Linked DNA regions of Mus musculus: all the other regions are linked to region 4. The links are chromatin contacts, called in public promoter capture Hi-C maps. All regions are on one chromosome and are shown on one strand. Each heading gives the region's core, a stretch centred on a gene start, on an enhancer-like site or on the middle of the called end of the contact. The rest is flanking DNA. Distances are from core to core; before and after follow the strand shown. Region 1 holds the start of Car13 (carbonic anhydrase 13). Region 2 holds the start of Lrrcc1 (leucine rich repeat and coiled-coil domain containing 1). Region 3 holds the start of E2f5 (E2F transcription factor 5). Region 4 holds the start of A930001A20Rik (RIKEN cDNA A930001A20 gene).

What was found. Promoter capture Hi-C pulls out the DNA fragments that hold promoters and counts their contacts.
Region 1: a promoter capture Hi-C map of liver shows a contact between it and region 4, with 4 times the contacts expected there. The contact joins the promoter of Car13 here to the promoter of A930001A20Rik in region 4. A contact is called at or near these places in 2 of 39 promoter capture datasets (the SN4741 cell line and liver).
Region 2: a promoter capture Hi-C map of liver shows a contact between it and region 4, with 4 times the contacts expected there. The contact joins the promoter of Lrrcc1 here to the promoter of A930001A20Rik in region 4. A contact is called at or near these places in 3 of 39 promoter capture datasets (hippocampal neurons and liver).
Region 3: a promoter capture Hi-C map of liver shows a contact between it and region 4, with 2.8 times the contacts expected there. The contact joins the promoter of E2f5 here to the promoter of A930001A20Rik in region 4. A contact is called at or near these places in 3 of 39 promoter capture datasets (the HPC-7 cell line and liver) and 1 of 115 datasets of contacts at active chromatin or transcription factors (pancreatic cancer cells).

What each region holds. Positions count from the first base shown.
Region 1 is chr3:14,640,305-14,643,004 of GRCm38.p6, reverse strand. Car13 (carbonic anhydrase 13) reads right to left here and starts at 1,278. Exons shown (of 7, transcript NM_024495.5): 1 at 1,160-1,278. The coding sequence starts at 1,196.
Region 2 is chr3:14,532,405-14,535,104 of GRCm38.p6, reverse strand. Lrrcc1 (leucine rich repeat and coiled-coil domain containing 1) reads right to left here and starts at 1,317. Exons shown (of 19, transcript NM_001163579.1): 1 at 1,083-1,317. The coding sequence starts at 1,171.
Region 3 is chr3:14,577,420-14,580,119 of GRCm38.p6, reverse strand. E2f5 (E2F transcription factor 5) reads right to left here and starts at 1,449. Exons shown (of 8, transcript NM_007892.2): 1 at 1,097-1,449. The coding sequence starts at 1,300.
Region 4 is chr3:14,969,834-14,972,533 of GRCm38.p6, reverse strand. It overlaps A930001A20Rik (RIKEN cDNA A930001A20 gene), which reads right to left and starts at 1,333. Exons shown (of 4, transcript NR_040550.1): 1 at 1,186-1,333.

The DNA of each region.
Region 1 (2,700 bases), core at 29-2,528, 330 kb after region 4:
ATTATAATGCCCTTTCTAAGTTGAAATTTTAAATTTTCTGGAGAATTTTATTGAAACCAATACTTATTCGGGTACCTATTCGGGTACAATCAGTACCTACTGGCTAACACAACCTTCTCCCTAACCACAGAGAGGGTACCACTACTGGCACCTAATAACTGCCAAATAACAACAAACAAAATGATTTCAGAGACAAAACTGAAATGTGTAAAGATTGTCTTTCAAACACACAAATTAGAAGGTAATGAAACATAAGATTGCTATTTTGGCTTAAGAAATTCATCTAAATTATAAATGTCATTCATAAAAATCTAAACTTCATCTGATGTCATTTTAAAAATAACATTAATGTCATCACGACCTCAAATAAGCTGCAATAAGAAACGAGTTTTTTTTTTCCATCCAAGAAAAGAGGATGACCACAAGTTCTGCCCAGACTAAGCTACAGAGTAAGATTCGTCTCAAAACACAAAAAGGGGGAAAATAAAATAAAAGAAGGGAAAACTTTCCGTAAACTTTCATTAAATGTACTATAGAATATTATCCAATAACGTATATGCTAATTTAAGTTTTTGATATTATTATCCACAAACTCCATTTTGAAGACTATCAGTGCTTTCCCAGTTTTTCTTTGCAATTCTTTTGAGTAATTAATTGAAGCAATCAGTTCAAACGATGAACAAGAAGAATGTCTTATCCCTAATACACTTAGGCGATGAAGAAAAGTTGCCATGCTTATCAATAAATATATTTAACACCATATTATAATTTCTATAATCGTTTGCTAAACCTTGGTCTCTGAAAGGATGGGTACGGTAGGAAAGTAAGACTGAAGAACAAGCCCCAAGTTAACTTCAAGTCAGTATGCAAATTACAAGTTACCAAGATTGCTTCAACAGCGCCTGGAAGGCGTCCCGTGACTTAGTGATCTGGGAGCTCTCGCGGCTCAGTTGTCCTTGTTTCCTTACAAATGTGTCATCTGACTTCTGACCTCTTAAGCTTTCTCGGGACAGCAGTGAGCTTTTCCAGTGAAGTTGAATGAATGCCGCCGTCCACTCTGGAGAGAGCCGGCGGGGACCAGGCCCTGACCCCCAACCCCCCCACGGGGCTCAGAGCTCCCTCAAGCCCCCATCAGCCCCCTCTGGAAGCCCGCGCTCACCGTTGTGCTCGCCGTACCCCCAGCTCAGCCTCGCCATGGTCCTCGATGGAGAGCCTGTGGCAGGGACACTGTGGACCTGTGGCAGGGCGCCCGCGCCAAGGAGCTGGGCGGGCCTGGGTGGAGGGCGGGGCCGCCCGCACCCCGAACCCGGGAACCCGAAACCCGAGGGCACGGTCGTCACCCGCAGGGGGCGCCCGAGTGGGGAAAGGGATCTGTGCTCAGCAGCCAGAAAGGTTTCCAATGGGGATTTCCTGCCTTCTGAGAAGTCCACCCCAGAAAAAGCCCTTCTGGAAATGACTCACCCAGGCAGGAGCTGCTGCTGGAGTTGGAGATCTTGTCTGGGAAATGCAGGGGACCTTGATGGAGGTGGCAGTGGTGATTACACATGCACATACATCAATGCCGATAGCTGTAATAACCACCACTTAAAATAAGAACTACTAGTTAGGAAGTGCTCACCTCCCCGGGCCAGCCCTCCCTTCCCCGACAGCTCCAGCCTTTCCATCTGCATAACTCACTTCTCTGATTCCTTTTTGCTTACTCCAGCATCTTGCAGACTTGGCCCTGCATAGAAGAAGCCAAACTTACTGGATTCTTGGTTCTTAACTCTTACTGCCATTCTGACTGTGCAAGAAGGAAGGAGTTGAGAAGAGAAGTGTGTGCGCTCCTACAGAACAGTAGAAACTCACCTTCGAAGACTGTTCTAGATATATGCCCAGGAGAGGTATTGCTGGATCCTCCGGTAGTACTATATCCAGTTTTCTGAGGAACCGCCAGACTGATTTCCAGAGTGGTTGTACAAGCCTGCAATCCCACCAACAATGGAGGAGTGTTCCTCTTTCTCCACATCCACGCCAGCATCTGCTGTCACCTGAATTTTTGATCTTAGCCATTCTGACTGGTGTGAGGTGGAATCTCAGGGTTGTTTTGATTTGCATTTCCCTGATGATTAAGGATGTTGAACATTTTTTCAGGTGCTTCTCTGCCATTCGGTATTCCTCAGGTGAGAATTCTTTGTTCAGTTCTGAGCCCCATTTTTTAATGGGGTTATTTGATTTTCTGAAGTCCACCTTCTTGAGTTCTTTATATATGTTGGATATTAGTCCCCTATCTGATTTAGGATAGGTAAAGATCCTTTCCCAATCTGTTGGTGGTCTTTTTGTCTTATTGACGGTGTCTTTTGCCTTGCAGAAACTTTGGAGTTTCATTAGGTCCCATTTGTCAATTCTCGATCTTACAGAGCAAGCCATTGCTGTTCTGTTCAGGAATTTTTCCCCTGTACCCATATCTTCAAGGCTTTTCCCCACTTTCTCCTCTATAAGTTTCAGTGTCTCTGGTTTTATGTGAAGTTCCTTGATCCATTTAGATTTGACCTTAGTACAAGGAGATAAGTATGGATCGATTCGCATTCTTCTACATGATAACAACCAGTTGTGCCAGCACCAATTGTTGAAAATGCTGTCTTTCTTCCACTGGATGGTTTTAGCTCCCTTGTCGAAGATCAAGTGACCATAGGTGTGTGGGTTCATTTCTGGGTCTTC
Region 2 (2,700 bases), core at 68-2,567, 440 kb after region 4:
CTGACCTATCAGAAATCAATACTGTTGAATTTACTTGCTCACTAGTTACACTGTCAAGTTATATAATGTATCTAAAATATAAATTCCCAGAGTCATTGCTTACTAGAAGAAGAAAAACAAAACAAAACAAAACAAAAACGACCCTGCATAATTGCTGTGGTGATTAGTAATAACACATATAACATTCACATAGACATCATCCTCAAAGCGATAACCATTATTAAATATAAATGTAAGCATTCTTTTGAAAAAACCTCTTCGTTGGCAACCCTTAGATCAGGCCTGAGACTAAATTGTTTTCATTATATTATAAATACCACGGTTCTGATGGAGTAGAGCAGGCACCTCAACAAAGACAGAGAATATTGTAACAGAAATGCCTGGATCTCAGAAATAGCTAACTGGCCAGTGAAAAACAAGAGAGGGTCTAGGTTGAACTGGTAAGGCTCACAGAGTATGGAAAATCCAGGGGCCTGAAAAACCACTGAGCAGTCTCAGTAACATAAAACAGGGTCAGTAAGAGTTATATTTGGTACTTTCAACAACTGTATGGATATGTCTCTGATTGTGTCTTATGCAAAAGAACTTAAAAACGGGTGAGAACTGAGGCAAGAGATGTAAGCAGGGAGTAGAGAAGGCTTGCCTTGCTGCTTGCCCCACTTCTCAGGCTCCTGGAAGGAGACCAGGAAGAGCAACAGCTAGGGGGTGCGAAAGTGGGGGCGAGGAGAGGGGAAAGAGGAAGCTTGGGCTCAGCAGGTCCGTAAGAAAGAACCGCAGGTTGCGCTGGGTGGTGGAGAGAAAGGAACCCCGGGATCTGTGGAGAGGATGCGGAAGAACCCTGAGCTCAGCTGAGTGAGCCAGGAGGGATTCAGGGCTTGGCAGGGAGGAAGCCAGGGCAATGCTGGGAGGAGTAAGAGAAGCCCCGGGCCGTGCAGGGGGAACACAGAGAAACCCCGGGCTATGCTGGGGGACAGAGAGGAGCCCCAGACTGTGCTGGGAGGATGGGGAGGAACCCGCTTCCTGCACAAGCCCGGCTCTCCGAAGCCAGCCAACCCGAGGTCCAACCGGGTGGCGGCAGCTACCTGTGCAGGCCTTTGTCCATGAAACACACATCCCCGCAGCTGCTGTCGCCATCCTCCCGTTCGATTTCGCTACACACCGCCGCCTCCATGGTACCCGCGACGGGGAGTGGGTGTTAACCGGCGCCCAGCGCTGGGTCCCAGCTTGCTCACGCCTCCAAAAGCGGGAGCGGGGAGTGAGCAAGGGGCGGGGCGAGGACTCTAACCGCCTGCCGCACTTTCCCCGCCCTGCGCGGCCGCAAAGCAGGACAACGGCGCCGCTCAAAGAGGGCTTGACTTTTACGGCATCTGCCTTTAAAGTAAAGCCTTTCCATTTGTTGGTTTGGAATGAGTGGGCTACTGAACATTATTTATAGCCCACTGCCATATGGAGGCGTTTTTCTCAATAGTTTGCTTTTATACTTCGTGACGTGATCTTGCAGACATAGTAATGTTCCCCGTTTTTGGTCACTGAACTCCTGTTAAATCCTTAAGTATTTGTGCAATGCCTTTATTTATGTATGCTGGTCTCCCTGTGATGAGAAAAAAATGTTCAGCTTTTTAAAGAATTCGCTCAAGAGACACTCTTCAATGCCTCTGCAAAAGCAAACACTCCAAAGATACTTCACTGGGCTGTTTCAAGGTAGAGTTGGTGAGACAATGGTTTTTCCATTGTGGTATAAAATTTTTCTTTGGTAGGTGATGACAGTCATGACATAAGTTGACCCCCTTTCCCTCCCAACTGATAGACTGATCTCCTTTCAGGGACCTTATTTCCACAGTTCTTCAGAAAATCTCACAAAATGGTAGGGGATGTTCAGACTATGTTGAAAAAGATATTCTAACGATGCCAAAGAGTTTGTACACCTTTGTTAGTGCACACGTGTGGGAAAATATCCTGATGTTTTAGTTTTTTATACAGTGGGGACAACCTATCTACAGCCTCAAGGATGTGTAGCCGCCACACAAAGGCATTGCAAAGATAAGGAGACAGCCACCAAAATACAGTTTTCCTGGCTACCACATAAATAACTTGTTGGGGACAGCATACCATGACAGCGACTGCCCGCAGTAGGCCAGGATGGAGACATCTCAGTAGCCCACTGCAGCTCTTTGTAGAAAACAGTCGTTCCCACTTCTAATCTTATCCCTGAATAACAGCTGTATAGAATTCATTTGTGGGTGCCTGTCTTTCAGTTGGTCTTGGTGGGCATAATTATTCTATTATATCTGACTTTCTTATTTCTTTCTCCCTTCTGCTCTGGTGAATTCTGTGAAACTAGACGTTCCTTGATTCTTAAACAGTTAAAAATTGAGGCATAGGGACACAGCACAGCACAGTCCTAATGGTGCCTGCTGTGTGTTCTCATCTTGAAAACAATATAATAACTGAACAATGATAGTTCCAGATTAATGCTTGACTTGCAAAGAAAGTTTGAAGAAATTATTAGAAAATGAATTAGAGCCAACATTGGTATCCCAAGAAAGGAATAGTTTTTTTGAAATTATGAAATAAATTTTGCACAACATTTAAGAGTGGTTTCTGAATAAGAAAGTAAAGATACATAAAATTATATATTCGTAAACCTAAGTCAAAACACTGGGACTCTTAGGAAAGCCATTGTGTGCAATGTGCAAAAGC
Region 3 (2,700 bases), core at 200-2,699, 390 kb after region 4:
TGACCTCATTAACGCCAGTGAAACTGGAAACCGTACCATTTGAATTCAATACAATTTGAGTACTGTAGATGCCCATTAGAGGAGGGAAAGAAGAGGTGAGGGTAGGGTGGGGGGAATAAAAGTGGAAAAAGGTCCCAGGAGTAACATTTCCAAATATGAACCGACACTAACTGGCATCTACACCCAGGAAAAGGGGGGAATCCAAGTGCCAACAAGCCAGCGCCTCCCACTGGGCCAGGACAGGACACTCAGCAGAGTTCTGGAAGGCAGGCTTCTCCTGTTAAGACTCCTATTTCCTATGCCTTGGCCACCCACGGTCTTGAGGATGGTAATAGCTTCAAGCCAGGAGCTGTGAGGAGTCATAAGAGGCTATTCGCTGTGACTGTAAACTAGCAATTTTGTTTATTTTTGAAGTATTGGCTCTTTCTGAACCTCCTTGTACTAGCTGAATTTTAATTCGCACGATCCCATACTGTTCCCCTTTCCCTGCGTTGTGGAATCCTTCCAAGTTTTGCCAGGAACGGTTAAATCACTATGACTGAACTGCTTTAAATGGACGTTGTTGTTTGAAAAAAATCCGAACCATAGCAAAGAACGAAGCAAACATCCTTATAAAACCAGATAAAGCTTACTAAGTAATTTCACCACTTAGTCTGAACGGCACAAAATGACCCCTCTCTGTGTGACCGCAAATCTCAGGTCTAGAAAGTAGAAAGATTCTAAATTAAGCCAACAAATCCAATCTTACTTCCCAATTCTTAATTCTCGATGAAGAATGTCCCCTTCTAAAAACTACTACTTTAGAGGAGGTGTGGAAAGTTTTCTCTTTTCCTCTTTCATTCCGAAGAACTGGCATGAAAGTTCTTCAAAACAGGAATGAAGTTCTGCAGAGCGGTCGGTCCTTAAGCGAGTCCAGAGCAGAGCGCGAATTCCTGGGCGCTCGCTCCGGGTGCTCCTTTGTGGCCAGGGCCGCGCGGTGGCCGGTCGGTGGGGCCCCCGCATCCATCCCGGCCCCTCCGGGTCCGGAGTCTCGGCGCAGTGGGGGTGGTGGACCCAGCACCCTCGGGCGGGCCTCGCCCTCCCCATCCCCGCTCACCGCTTTGAGATCCAGGACGCCGTCCTGCGCCTCCTGCAGCAACGACACGAATTTGGTGGTAAGCAAGCCCAGGCTCTTCTCGTGCCGGCTGCTGCCCCCCGCGAGCGCCGCGGACGGCTGCGAGGATGGCGCCCCATGCGGCGGCGGCTGAGCCTGGGCCTGCGGCGTGGGCTGAGCAGAGCTCGTGGGCTCCGCCGCCGCCATCACCGCCGCGGCCCTGCTGTCCTCTGGCGAGGAGCCGCTCCGCCACCGGCAGAGGAGGTGCGCGGACTCCGCTCCCCGCCCACGGCGCGCCCCGCGTCCACCAGTCCCCGGAGCCGCGCGGCTCGCGCACGGCACCACAGAGCGCGCGGATTCACACGAGCGGCCAGCGCCGCGAGGGTGGGCCCGAGTTTAAATGGCAGGAAGTGACGCCGCGCGGCGTTGCCTAGTAACGCACTCTCCGCGGAGGGGCGGGGCAGTCGGGTTCCCTCAGGCGGAGCGTGCTTTTGGTCGGCCTGGAGCGCTCATCCCTGATCAGGTGCAAGTATTGTAAGGCTCATCTTCGCGTAAATAGGAGAACGCCGCGTCCCGGAAGGTTTTGGGACTCTGACCTTCAGTCTTTTCCAAAGCCTTTTCTGCAAACAGAAGCACCTGAGCCTTGACGGTGAAGGAAGTAGACCCCCAGCTCTTTCCTTACCTGCCTTTAGTGTTCTTTACAAAATTATACTCTTTTGCTCCCCAATAATTCTATTATTGAGACAATCGCAGCATCTTTTGACTTATTGACATCGTAAACTATGGCTCGATAGTAAGATCACAGATATAAGAGGAGGAAATGTGCTCCCACATTTTTTATTTGCAAACTTGAGACTCAGGATTAAAATCTTCAACACCTTGGGTGGGTAAGATGGGTCGGGGTAGTGTGGGGAGCAACCTCTCAGAGGCAAAGGGAAGGGGGTATGGGATGAAGAACTTTTGGAGGGGCTACCTGGAAGGGGGGGTAACATTTGGAATGTAAATAAATAAAAGTTTACAAAAAACAAAAAACAAAAACAAAAAAAAACCCAAGATCTTAAACAACTTGGTATTCGCACCTGTTGAATATCCTTCACACTTAACAAGTAGTAGGTGACTAAAAACATCATTTGGCAGGAATTAATGAAGACATATCCTTCATGCAAGAATGCCCAAATTAACAGTAGGGAAAAAAAAAAACAAAAAAACAAAACGCGAGGAGAAACTGACAGCATTAACTAGTAAATCCTGAAAACAATTTTAAACCAAAATTTTTCCAGGCGTCTGGAGCAAAACTTCTGTAGGGGAAGCATTTTCCTTCAGAGCTGCAACACTTAAAATCCCCGTCTGCCCCCCCAATCCACCTGCAGATTCTATTCCACTGACCCTTTCCAGAGAGATACCCTCTTTAGCCTGTCTTGTTACTTAGTCTTTCTGGGTCTGGGGATTGTAGCATTATGTTTACTTTACAGCTAAGATCCACTTATAAGTGAGTATGTACCATGTTCATCTTTCTGAGTTTGGGTTACTTCACTCAGGATGAGGTTTTTGAGTTCCATCAATTTGCCAGTATATTTCATGATGTCATTTTTTTTTTTAAACAACCG
Region 4 (2,700 bases), core at 84-2,583:
TACATTTTACTTTCCATTTCATTCTATTTTCTCTCTTTTTTGCCTTCCTTTTTTCAGTATCTTTTTCTTTTACCACAACTTTGATCCCAGGACCCAGAGCAAATCAGCTCCCTCCTTGCTCTCCCTCTTTCCCAGCTGCTAAACTTGGGACTGAACCTTTCCTTAAAAGAGAACTGAAATTTCTTTTTGAGACAGGTTCTCATTTGGTGGTAGCTGGTCTTCAACTATCTATCCTCCTGTCTCAACTTTCTGAATGCAGGGATTCCTGTTGACCACAACCACACTAATTTAGAAATGGTGAAATCTTACACAATCAGATTTGTTTTCTGAAGTAAGCAAGTAAGTGGATAAAAATCTTTGAAATTATTTCTGCCTTGGAGGATGTCATGAGTGGGGGTTGAATAAACCTTACTAGAGAATAAAGCTTATGACCATGAAATGTAAATAAAATAAAACACAGCAGAAAACAGCCAAACCAATGATCCTCTGAGCTGTAATCATACCTCAGGACAACCACATAATTGTAATTATGTTTAATATTTGTAAATATGCTGAAGTGAGATGAAATGTATAGAAAATGTGTCCATCTGAAACCCTGTGGGGTGGAATCGCATTTCATGACTACAAGCTTAGGCAGTAATGAAATCTCTGCTGTATCAGAGTGACCTTTTACACTGTGCCAATGTTGACCAAATCAAGGAACTCTTTTGAAAGCCTAGATAGGAGGTAAACAAGGAACTACAAGGACCACGGCACATGTTTCAGTCAGCCAAACCAAGCCTGTTTGTATCTTGAATAAACCCCTATGTCTGAGAAATAATAGTGCCTTATAAAAATGCCCTGAAAACTTAAATTTTTCCTTTGATCTCTTGAAGGTTTTATGGTATTTTTAAGCAATAACCATAGGTTAGCAATCATAACAGCTATCTTTTCACAAACACCCACCAAAGCTGCTTAATGTGTCCTGTTTATTGAATATATTGAAGACACTTTCAGTGTTTGCTAGAAATCATCAAATTGAATGTAGATACATGTAAGCTTGTGTGTGCATGGTTACATTTTATGTTTATAGATCCATATTTATAATAAATATTTAACATAAGCAATGCCAATATCTTTAAACATAAAACTGTGAAGTCCATTGCCTATATGGGGTAAAATTATTTCAGAACCCCAATCATTTACCTGTTAATGTCCTTCCTTCAGCAGCGCCCCCACAGCACGTGCACCTGAGCAGAAGCAGGCGGAGAACAAGTCCTCTTACTGCAGGATGCCTTTTCTTTCTGCAAATCTTCTGCAGGTAACTAATTCTAACCTCTTATTGGAATTTGCCATCTGACAGAGTTCTTCTGCTCTTTCCAGGTGTCTGATTGCATTTGTTCTAGCAGCTTAGCTACATGATCCACAAAGTAGCCAAGGGTCAACTTGTTTTGAAGTCTACAATAGACTTCCACATGTGGGCAGCATTATAAAAGAAGTCTAAGTAATGAATTGTAATAAACGTTTTATATTTGTCTGGAAAATAGTAGAAGGTTTTGGTTTTCTCTGAGCCTATAATGATGTGGTTTTAAAATGAGAGCCACTTTGCTACTGCAATTTTAATTTAAACAGTATGCCACACTTTAATTGGTATGCGTTTATAATACAGTTCTCATCACTATCTTTGCTAGTGGGATGTTGTATTTTATAAAAAGGAAGAAAGAAAAAAAAAAAAAAAACAACCAGGATATGTTTGGTAGAGGCGCAGTATCAGGTGCAGGGGAAATGGGGTGCCTCTGAGGGCCCACGCTGAGGTATTCCTTCCCCCTGAGGTACCATCCATAAAACGGATATAGTATGGAATAGAGATTCTTTTTTTTTTTTTTTTGAGACAAGGTTTCTCTGTGTAGCCCTGACTGTCCTCAACTCACTTTGTAGACCAGGCTGGCCTCGAACTCAGAAATCCGCCTGGCTCTGCCTCCCGAGTGCTGGGGTTAAAGGCGTGTGCCACCACGTCCGGCGGAATAGTTTCTTTAGGGCATGGGGCGGAGAGTTGATGGAGTAGAGGCAGAGAGAGAGAGAGAGAGAGAGAGAGAGAGAGAGAGAGAGAGAGAGAGAGAGAGAGAGAGAGAGAGAGAGAGAGACAGGGAGACAGGGAGACAGGGAGACAGGGAGACAGAGACAGACAGAGACAGAGTGGAGGAGTAGAAGCAGGCCATGAAAGAGAGGGGGAGAAGAATGGGGAGAGAAGGGACAGAGAATAAGAGAGTAAGAGAGTGAGAAGGGGCAAACAGCTCCTTTTATAGCGAGTCAGGCATACCTGGCAATAGCCAGGTAACTGGGAGAAGCCTAGAAGGAATGCTAACAAATGAATACTGTTTCCATTTACCCATGTTCTGTTGACAGTTCAGCAGCACAACGTGAGACAGTCCCTGGCAGCAAAGATATCGGCAATGAGAGGACAACACTTTAATACAGCACTAGGGAAGTGAAGGAAGGTGTGACTCTGAAGGGAATAACTCATTTTAAACTATTGAGAAAATATGACGGCTTCATCAACCTAAGCCTTCTGCTTTAGAATAGCAGATAGAAAACTTTACATGAAACTCTGGATGCTAGCCAGCCTTTTGTTCTGTGGCATTCTCGCAAGCTACTTCCTTGTTCACTGCACACGCACCCTTGTTTCCATTACCAGAGTGTTATTATTTTTCATATTGTGGA